Linked DNA regions of Zea mays: region 1 is linked to region 2. A link is a contact called in public Hi-C data. All regions are on one chromosome and are shown on one strand. The core of a region is the stretch at or near the end of the contact, and the rest is flanking DNA. Distances in the headings are between cores, read along the strand shown. Region 1 has its middle 48 kb from the start of LOC109943999. Region 2 holds the start of LOC542342 (starch branching enzyme 3).

The links. A called contact is a pair of places that touch in the nucleus more often than the background predicts.
Region 1: a contact with region 2 is called in a Hi-C map of bundle sheath, with 2.6 times the contacts expected there. The contact joins the enhancer-like site here to the promoter of LOC542342 in region 2. A contact is called at or near these places in 3 of 25 Hi-C or Micro-C datasets (bundle sheath, leaf mesophyll and tassel).

What each region holds. Positions count from the first base shown.
Region 1 is chr2:60,431,782-60,436,089 of Zm-B73-REFERENCE-NAM-5.0, reverse strand. No RefSeq gene overlaps it. Among protein-coding and RNA genes, the nearest start is that of LOC109943999, 48 kb to the left of the region's middle. Within about 2 kb of position 2,414, at least 16 of the 20 cell types and tissues checked have an H3K27ac peak or open chromatin away from gene starts, as enhancers often do. A contact at or near this core is called in bundle sheath, leaf mesophyll and tassel, where this site is marked.
Region 2 is chr2:60,601,905-60,606,369 of Zm-B73-REFERENCE-NAM-5.0, reverse strand. It overlaps LOC542342 (starch branching enzyme 3), which reads right to left and starts at 2,315. Exons shown (of 22, transcript XM_008671244.2): 1 at 1,719-2,315; 2 at 1,209-1,324; 3 at 660-946; 4 at 195-293; 5 at 61-103. The coding sequence starts at 2,280.

The DNA of each region.
Region 1 (4,308 bases), core at 1,165-3,664, 170 kb after region 2:
TACCATGAACAATAATTAAACCAACAGTATTAATGGAACATGATCATATATAACATTAATTCCCAAAACCAGGTAGAGCAATAGCAAATCTACCCGATAGTTCATTTGTTTGCAAGGTGTGGGATAAACAAAAACTAGGGAAACATATTAGGTCCCATCAAATTAACCTGAGCATGTCACAGTGATTAACATGAACATTATTAAGTAAAGAAGAGTGATAACATTGCACCAATCATGGGAACGAGCTGCATAGGAATATTCTATGCGCCGCTACGAGATCGTAATTTCGAGAACCACTAAAATCAGAGTTATGGTTAAAAATATATGAATTTCCTAAGTTTTAGGTGATTAAATAATAAAACTATATTCTATATTGATTAATATAAAACTTGTGAGAGAAATATTACAAAGAAATAACTAATTTGATCTTTAGTCAACACTATAACTTGTTTAGAAGTAAAATTTTAATAAAGTTATGGATGAAAACATTGACTTTTAATTAGAAAAGTAAACCTAATGGGCACAAGTTAAACCATCATTTAATTATTTATGAAAACATGATGAAATAATATTGTTTAATGTGTAGGCAATTTTAATACAAAGCTAACACAATTGAAACGAATTGAATCGAAGCTAAAATGAAGAAAATATGAATTTTCTAAATTTTTATATTTATTTTTTTCGATAGAAATCATTCTCTAGATTTATTATAGAAACTATTAAAGTACCTGGACGGCGGCTACAATTCTCTAGAAAAGCAGGGGCTATTCTATTAAAAATAGGACTTACATATAAGGTTCTATGTGCATGAGTGTACTACGGGTTAGTTTTGGCAAAATGTAGGGTTTCATATGCAATTGTTACATGGCCGAAGGGGTATCGGTGAAGATCAACCGCCCAATCACAGATCCATGGCAAGAATTAGATCAAACCATTTAATGAACCGGGACATGGTTATGGCCTTCGGATCACGATCCAATGGCCCCTAAGTCGCCACGCCGCCAAGAGATCTGATCCGCTCGCCAAGAAACTGATGATCCCGATTTATCACGTGAAGAGGTACTTCTACGATCTAATCACAACCGTCTAACATGGGATCAATGGTGGACGTGACTTCTCCCTCTCCTGTCGATATCAGGCGACGGTGTCGCCCACCCCACGGCGTAAGATCGTCGTTGACTCGCCCAATCCCGACCCGATGCACTAGCCTGCGCGCGGTACCGTGAAAACGGAGAGAACATGCTGGTGGCCGAATTACAAGCGATTGGACTGCAGTGGACTCCACCTAGAGATGTCAATGAGGACCCGATACCTGCTAACTCGTGGGAAATTTCCCTATTAGGGTACGGGTAAGAGACAAAAATTGTCCCCACGGGTATGGATATGGGACAAAATCTTTACCCATTGGGTAAACGGGTATGAGTTTGGAAATCAATAATCCGAACCCGATTACCCATGGGTATTTCATACGTGTACAACTGTTCTATTTGTATGAATGAGTTAAGGTCGAGCCGGCCACCAAGCCCAGCATGACAGCGCACCAGGCCCCATGTCCTAGTCCAACAAGGCAACACGACAAGGCAACTAGCAGATTAGCAAAAAACAAAAGCCTAAAATAACCAGCCATATGCTACGCCTGTCTAGCCGGCCAACCGTCGCACGCCTAGACAGTTGCACTAGCACTGCACACTAGCGACTTCACCAGCGACGAGGAGCATCGCCGACTGCTAGGAGACTAGGACGACAGTGACGACCATGGATTCTTAGGCGCCAACCAACTTAGATGGTGACCAAGGAAGGTGAGCAGACGTCATTTCTCCATTTCTTTTATCGGTCCCGAAGTACTGATTTCTTTTATGATGGATGAATGAATCATGGTTCATGGATGAGTGCTCATCGATGTGGTGATGTCTAAAATCTGGATAGTTTGCGCCAGCTGTTAGTACCTAGTTATCCCTTAATTGGGGATGGGGACCCATTGGGGACCCGAAATCCGAATGAGGATGGGATGAGTTTTGCACCCATGATGGGTATGGAGATGGGTATGAGAAAGTATAAGCATGATGGGAATGCATCTGTGATGCTATAATCCGGTGAGAAATTTCCAATTGACATCTCTAACTCCACCCATGCGACACAGCAGCAAGGCGACGAAGCCCGCCCTCCGGTGAGAAATCGGTGCCCCACAGATCGCTGTTGCCGCCTGATGAGACTACAGACGTGATCGTTGTCCACCGACGAAGCACACTGGGACCCTCAGATGCCCAACCGCCCACAGCAACCCGATTTTCCCTCATTGCGGATCTCTCCCCTGGCTTTGCACCCTTTTCTACTCGATGTGGGGGCCTATGGGTGGATGGCGAGGGCATTGCAGACCTTGATTCTTAGGTTGTGCGCAGCGGTAAACGCTAGCCATCCCTCTCCCCTTTATGCCGGTTGTAGGGGGCACCCCACGGCCGCAGCGGTGCCCCTACAGCGCACCCTACGCGTCGCCCCCCTTCTCTCCCCCCAGATCTAGCGTATTACTGTTCATCACCCTAAATAATGTGTTGTGGGTCCACGAGTAATTGTTAGTAGATAAAAAATTTGATAGTTGATATAGAAAATGATATTTTATAGTTGTAGTGGGGTATAGGGGAGTATTTAGGAGGAACCGCTGCGAGAGATGAAAAATTAGGAGGAAAAATAGAGGGAACAGTGATATATAGGAAAAAATTTAAGTGTAACGGTTGCGGATAGCCTTATACCATGGAGGCAATACCGGATTGCGATGGCTGACACGGGGGTTTTTAGGGGGATGGTGTTGTTGCTATTCTGTTGGCATTTTTGGCGTGAGCTAGGGGGTAAACCCGACCTGCGGGGCCCACGCGACACACGGGACTGAATCGTGGTCCTCGCATGTTGGTGAGCCTAGGGCGAGTGTGTGCACGACGTGCGGACGCGAGGACTGATAGAGGAGTCCTAGCCGTCAGTGTGTGCTGGTTGGGCTGGTAGACGAAGAGGTGGGCCGTGAGAGGAAACGAGGAAGCCATGCTGATACTGGGCTAGACAGGTAAGAGTGGCCCGCGAGTGCAGGGTAAGTTTCTTTCTATTTCCTTTTTTCTGTTTCTAGCTTTCTAATTTTAGTTCAAGTTCAAATTCGACTTTGGTTTTGAATTCAAACACAAGTTTAAATACAACAAACAAAGAAATTAGCATGAGATGCGATATTTTTAGAGATATATTTTTATATTAATTATTTCATTCCCATCATTTTAGGTAATTTGCTTGCAACATTATTTATCATAAAGAATTCCATTATTTTGAATGCAAAATCTGATTTAGGATTCATTCAAGTTTTAATGTTTATATAGTTTAGGAGAGTATAAAATCTTTACGATGAATTGTTTTGGTTCAAATATTTTTAAAGATTATCTTAATCATAAATTTGTAAAAGAAATAAATAGATTGAAAGTGTTTCTTTTTATTTATTTCTCCAACTTTTAATCTTTAAGATTTGGATCTAAGTTTTTGAATATCAACATATTACTATTATTATTTAATTACTTTAGAGAGATATGCCTCATAAAGGAATCATTATTGGAAGTCATTTTATTCTCAAATCTTTGGAGAACTCTCTAAGTCACCAAAATGTGATTTTGGGTGTTACACTTGACTAAATGCAAGAACTTGCTTCTCCACTTGATCAAGCTTTCCTTAAGCCATACCTCTTGAGTGTATATTGAATCCTTTGATGTCTAATTATCTGATAGATGATCTTTTGACTTTTGATCTTCATGGAATATCCCATCTCCATATATCCAAATGGCCTTATATGATTTCCTTATCATTGTTTGATGTTGATCCTTTATACTTTTATATCATGAACAATCCATGTATATGAGACATTTTCATATCAATCCTTGTCTCTTGACCATTTTCAACCATGATTGCTTTTTCTACTTTCCTCATCAACACTTAGCAAACTGATTAGTCCTTTACGATTGTTTTTATCCAAATCACGAAAACCGATAAAAGGGCTAGATGCACTTTCAGCACAGGACAACGCACAAGAACGATCACTGAATCCGCTTATTGCTCCTTTTCTATTCAGGCGGGGCACCAGACTGTCCGATGCTGGCAACAGACCGTTCGGTGAGTCAATTCGATTGTTGGATCCTAGTCGAAGTTTGAAGTAATCGTTGCCAAATATCACCAAATTGTCTGATGATTGGACCGAGACCGTCCCATGACTTATAGCAAAAAATCCCGAGGCCGAGGAGTTTGGTCGTACTGTCCACCGGGCTGTCCCGTGCACACCGGACTGCC
Region 2 (4,465 bases), core at 1,066-3,565:
GTGAATCATGAACACTATCATGTGTTTAAAAGGTGACTGCCAAACTTGTGGAGAACATACGTATGCTCCAGGAGCCCATTCTCTGTAAGTGATACCTTCAGCGCTGGAAAAGGAAGGGGGAAACAGTAATCAGTATTTGCTCATAAGATGCATGATTTACTAAAAAGAACATAGTCATATGGCTTTACATTTACCTGCGAGTAAATCCAAGCTTTTCGTAACCGCGTGAAAATGCATCCAAACCACCTTCATGTTGATCAATAGCCGCACGTAATCTCTTATATTCACTGTATCTGTTGAATCCACAAAGGCAAACCAAGCAAAAATGTCGAAGTTGCACTTTTCCCAACAAAAGCAACAAATATTGGAGCTTAAATTGTCTAATTGTTGGCGAATCGACAGAGTAAATTACACACCCCACGTACCAGTTACACATTCTTATCAGTTTAGTTGCTCTGTTTGAATAATGATAAATGATAAACAGAGATAAAAATAATATATGGTGAATTTTATAGTTTAAAATCTAGAAATTAAGTTTTTCAGTCATTAATTCCAAAATGCTTTCTAATACATCCACAAAACCATGATGAATAATCCCACTAAGAGCAGACCGTAATTTCAGCAGTTTAGCTCAGCGCTAAACAGAAGTAACAGCTTACCGGTAGTCAAGGTGACCCCGAAACCCTTCCAACATTGGGTCAATCTCATATATTCGTTGGCCATCTCCTGGTGGTGGGATAACTCGTGGTTTCTCCTCCACGAGTGGTGCTTTGGCTTTGATGCCTGCACCATCAATTTTGGTTCCACCAGTACCTCCAACTCCAATCACTTCTGAGAGCTCAGGCCTCTCCTCAGCCTCAACTCCTGAGCTTGCTTCAGCCACTGCTGATGTTGTTTGAGTTGGTGAGGAGGATGTCTTCTCCACAGTCAGTTCTGCTTCAGGTATCTACAGCAAAGAAATAGATAAGTTTTGTGTAGAACAACAGAAATAACCAATGGTGTATTCCTTAGTGATCTTCTTGCTAGGTGTAGGTGGGATCACAAGCTAACAATGTCAGTAGCCCAAGAACCAGCACGGTGCCCTAACCAACAATTCACGAGGCTTTGCACAATGCCTGATATGAAAGTGCAAAGGCTGAAACCCAAACTTGATTTCATCAGACATTTGGACATTTGTACCATGGAGGCACAGAAGGGGACAATCGAACCTGTAGTTCTTCAGGTTGAGTGTCCACGACCGGCTCTGCGGAGGAAAGCAAGTCATCACTGCCACCTCCAGGCACCAGTACCTTTCCAGGAGCACCAGCGCAGCTCAGAACGGTGCCTGCAAATTCCAAAGCGAGCTCCACTGATAAGAACCAAGAAACCACCAATTTGCAGGCTGCGACGACGAGGAAACAAAATAAGAAGAAAACGAGGAAACCCATCGGCACAGAAATTGGAAGTATCGCTGCAGCAACTGGTAACACTAACGCATATCGCCGCAACAAAATGCAGGATCCGAGTTTAGGAACCGCGCTCGATGGCTTCCACTGGTCGAAATGCAGACATAGGAATAAGAAAAAAAATATGCGTGCGCGTATGAGAACCAGAACCACTCAGGATCCAGGCCAGCACAAACGGCACACAAGCGCAGAGGGAGAAAAGCGAGGAGAGCCGGCGACCAGCCGACTAAGAATAGAGGGGGAGGGGGAAGCGAGCGAGCGAGAGAGCCGTACGAGAGAAAGCGTCCTTCCTCCTGAAGAGCACCGACGGCAAGTCCACCGCACTCCTCCGCTCCCCACCAGATCGCGCCGAGCCGCCGGGCCGCACGACCCCGAGCCTCGCGCCGGACACAGCGAACGACGCCATCCCGCGCCCCACCCAGCAGCAGATCCGAGTCCAACCACCCGCACGTACGTACGCACGCGCGCGCTCCTTCACCCGCGCAGCCCACGGGAAGCGAGTGTGGGGAGTGGCGGCAGCTGAGGCCGAGGAGGACGAGCGGCGTGAGATATTATTAGCCCGCGGGAGTGAGCAGGGCTGGGCTGGGGAGTGGGGAGGGAAGGAATGGGGGAGCAACGTGTGCGGCGGTGGTGGAAGGAGGCACTGGCGCTGCATCTGCATGGGGATGTGAAAGGGAAAAAGGCGCCAGGGTGGGGGCCCCGTGGAAAAGCGTGGGCGTCGTCTTCCCCGTGCGCCCGCGCCGGACGGCCGGAGGTGGCAGCGGACGGAGACGTGGCGTTGGGGTGGGGCAGCAGCAGATCGCGAACCAACGGCTGAGAGCGCGTTCCTGGCCATCCGTGGCAGGCGCCCTCGCGGTCTGCCGCTGTCGCCTACCGCCTACCACAGTAGTGTGTCCCGTAGCAGTAGAAGTCCCGTAAGCTACTGCCTCTCCGTTTTTTTCTGAGAAGAAGAAGAAAGGGAGAGGAGTCACGCGGCTACTCGCTCCCATTCATGTGTCTCTGGTGCGTGGTGGCGGCGCTTGCTCGTGCTCCGTGGACCGTGCGTCCCTGCCCTGGCGTCCGCTGTCGAGCCGAATGCTTGGCTGTTCTTGTCCGCAGGACAGGTAAAAAGATCTTAAAGAGACTGATGGAGCGTATTCTCATAAACTCGTCCCTTGTGTGGGATTGAAAGCATATAACCTCGGCAATACGAATATTCCCAGCATTTTACATTCGATTTCATAAAATCAAAACCTCTTCCTGTAAACAATATCACCTCTATAGCAACGAGATCTCACTCACCACTGTCAACTGTCGTCTTGCCCAATGCACGAATTTAAATTAGCCACTACTACCATTCAACACCAGAAAACGTGCAGCCGTGCAACCCATGCATAGTTTAATACATTAATTAATCACTCGTTGATCCTAGATACGAGGGAGATTTTTTCTATAGCTCGTCGACAGGTGTTGACTGGGGATGTTCGATCGGCGATTGCTTTGGTAGCCCGCCAGATCGCCGCACAGTATAGGAAACAAACGGACGAAAAGGGCCGGCCGGGGGTACACGATGGCCTACGAGCAGTCGCGCTCTCCTCCTGACCGTCAATTCGGCCGAGCTTTACTCTACCGCCAGAAATTTTTACGCCACCAAATGGCAAGCGAGCCTGCACCGTGCACATGCCCGTCACCTCCAAATCTGTCGAATAGTATCAAGAGAGGGAGCATGCTATCATAAACACAATTTACACTTCACAACCAGTGACTAAACATGAGAAAACACAGGTCTGGTTCACCAACCTAAACCCGTTTGTTTTCCCTGGTTAAAGTTTAACATTTTACTTTTGCTAAAGTTTAGCTACTAAGAGCAACTTCAAGAGGATGTTAAAAAACTTATGCCAAAAACTGATTATTGGAGTGAGGCTAAAAAGTTTTTGAGCGAAACCTGTTGTGTACAACAATTCCCCTTAAAGGGTCCTTGGGGCATGGTGATGTTAGCACCACTTTCATCTGGGGTAACAAAGCCCCCCGCGGGCACAATTCTTCTGTTGGCTGGTTATGCAAGGAAAAATTCAGTGCAAATGGAACCTGAAGAAAAAAGGGATTGTGGATGATGACTGTTGTGAAATATGTAACCAAGACAGTGAAACTCCTTCGCACATCATCTTCCACTGCCCGTTTGCACGCCAATTTTGGAGCTCCATCGGATTCTCTGTCGCTGATGATCTGGGCACCCAGGACCTGCCAAACATCAGTCGCCCTGATCGCCTTCCGGGTGCAGAATTCAACTCCTTTGTCCTCCTCTGCTGCTGGCAATTGTGGAAACGCAGAAATGGTGTCGTCTTCCGTCAGGATCAGGCCACTCTTGCGGCCACTTTGCATTCATGCGCTTCTGAAGCAAAAGCTTGGGCGTACAGGCACAACAGGAAAGAGGCACAAGTATTAGGTGCTTGGTTGTTGGTGTTTTCTAATCCTATTATGTAATCTCATCATTGCTTCGCCCTCCCCCTGTAACTATGCTAGCTACAATGCTGCTAGCTTGCTGTAAACTCTAGTCGCTTTGGGCAAAAAGACCTGAATGAAAATCAGGTGGGGATCCTCTCCCCCCGTGACAGTCTAAAAAAAATTGGGAACTGAACCAAAAAACCTATCTGATTGCTCCCTGGGCTTCCAGGTTGCTTGACTGTCTTTATTGGATCGGCCTTGCTGCACACAATCAAGGCATGATCCTTGTGTTGTGCCTGTACGCCGCCAGGTTATTGGGAAACAATGTCTGACGCTAATATATGCGGGGGGAGGGAGCTCGATACGAGATGCAAAGTTTTTCAGTGAAAGAAGAGGGATCGGTTGTCGCAATAAAAAAATGAATCAGCCCCTAATTTTAGTTTTTGGGTTGATTTCCGTTCTCACTTGGAGTTGCTCTAAGAGTGATTAAAAGTGTTATGATAAAGTTTAGTACCCTTTAGCACTTTAGCTTCCCAATACTAAATTGTGCTAAAAATTAGTCATCAACCTCATTTAGTCATTTACACCTTTCTCTC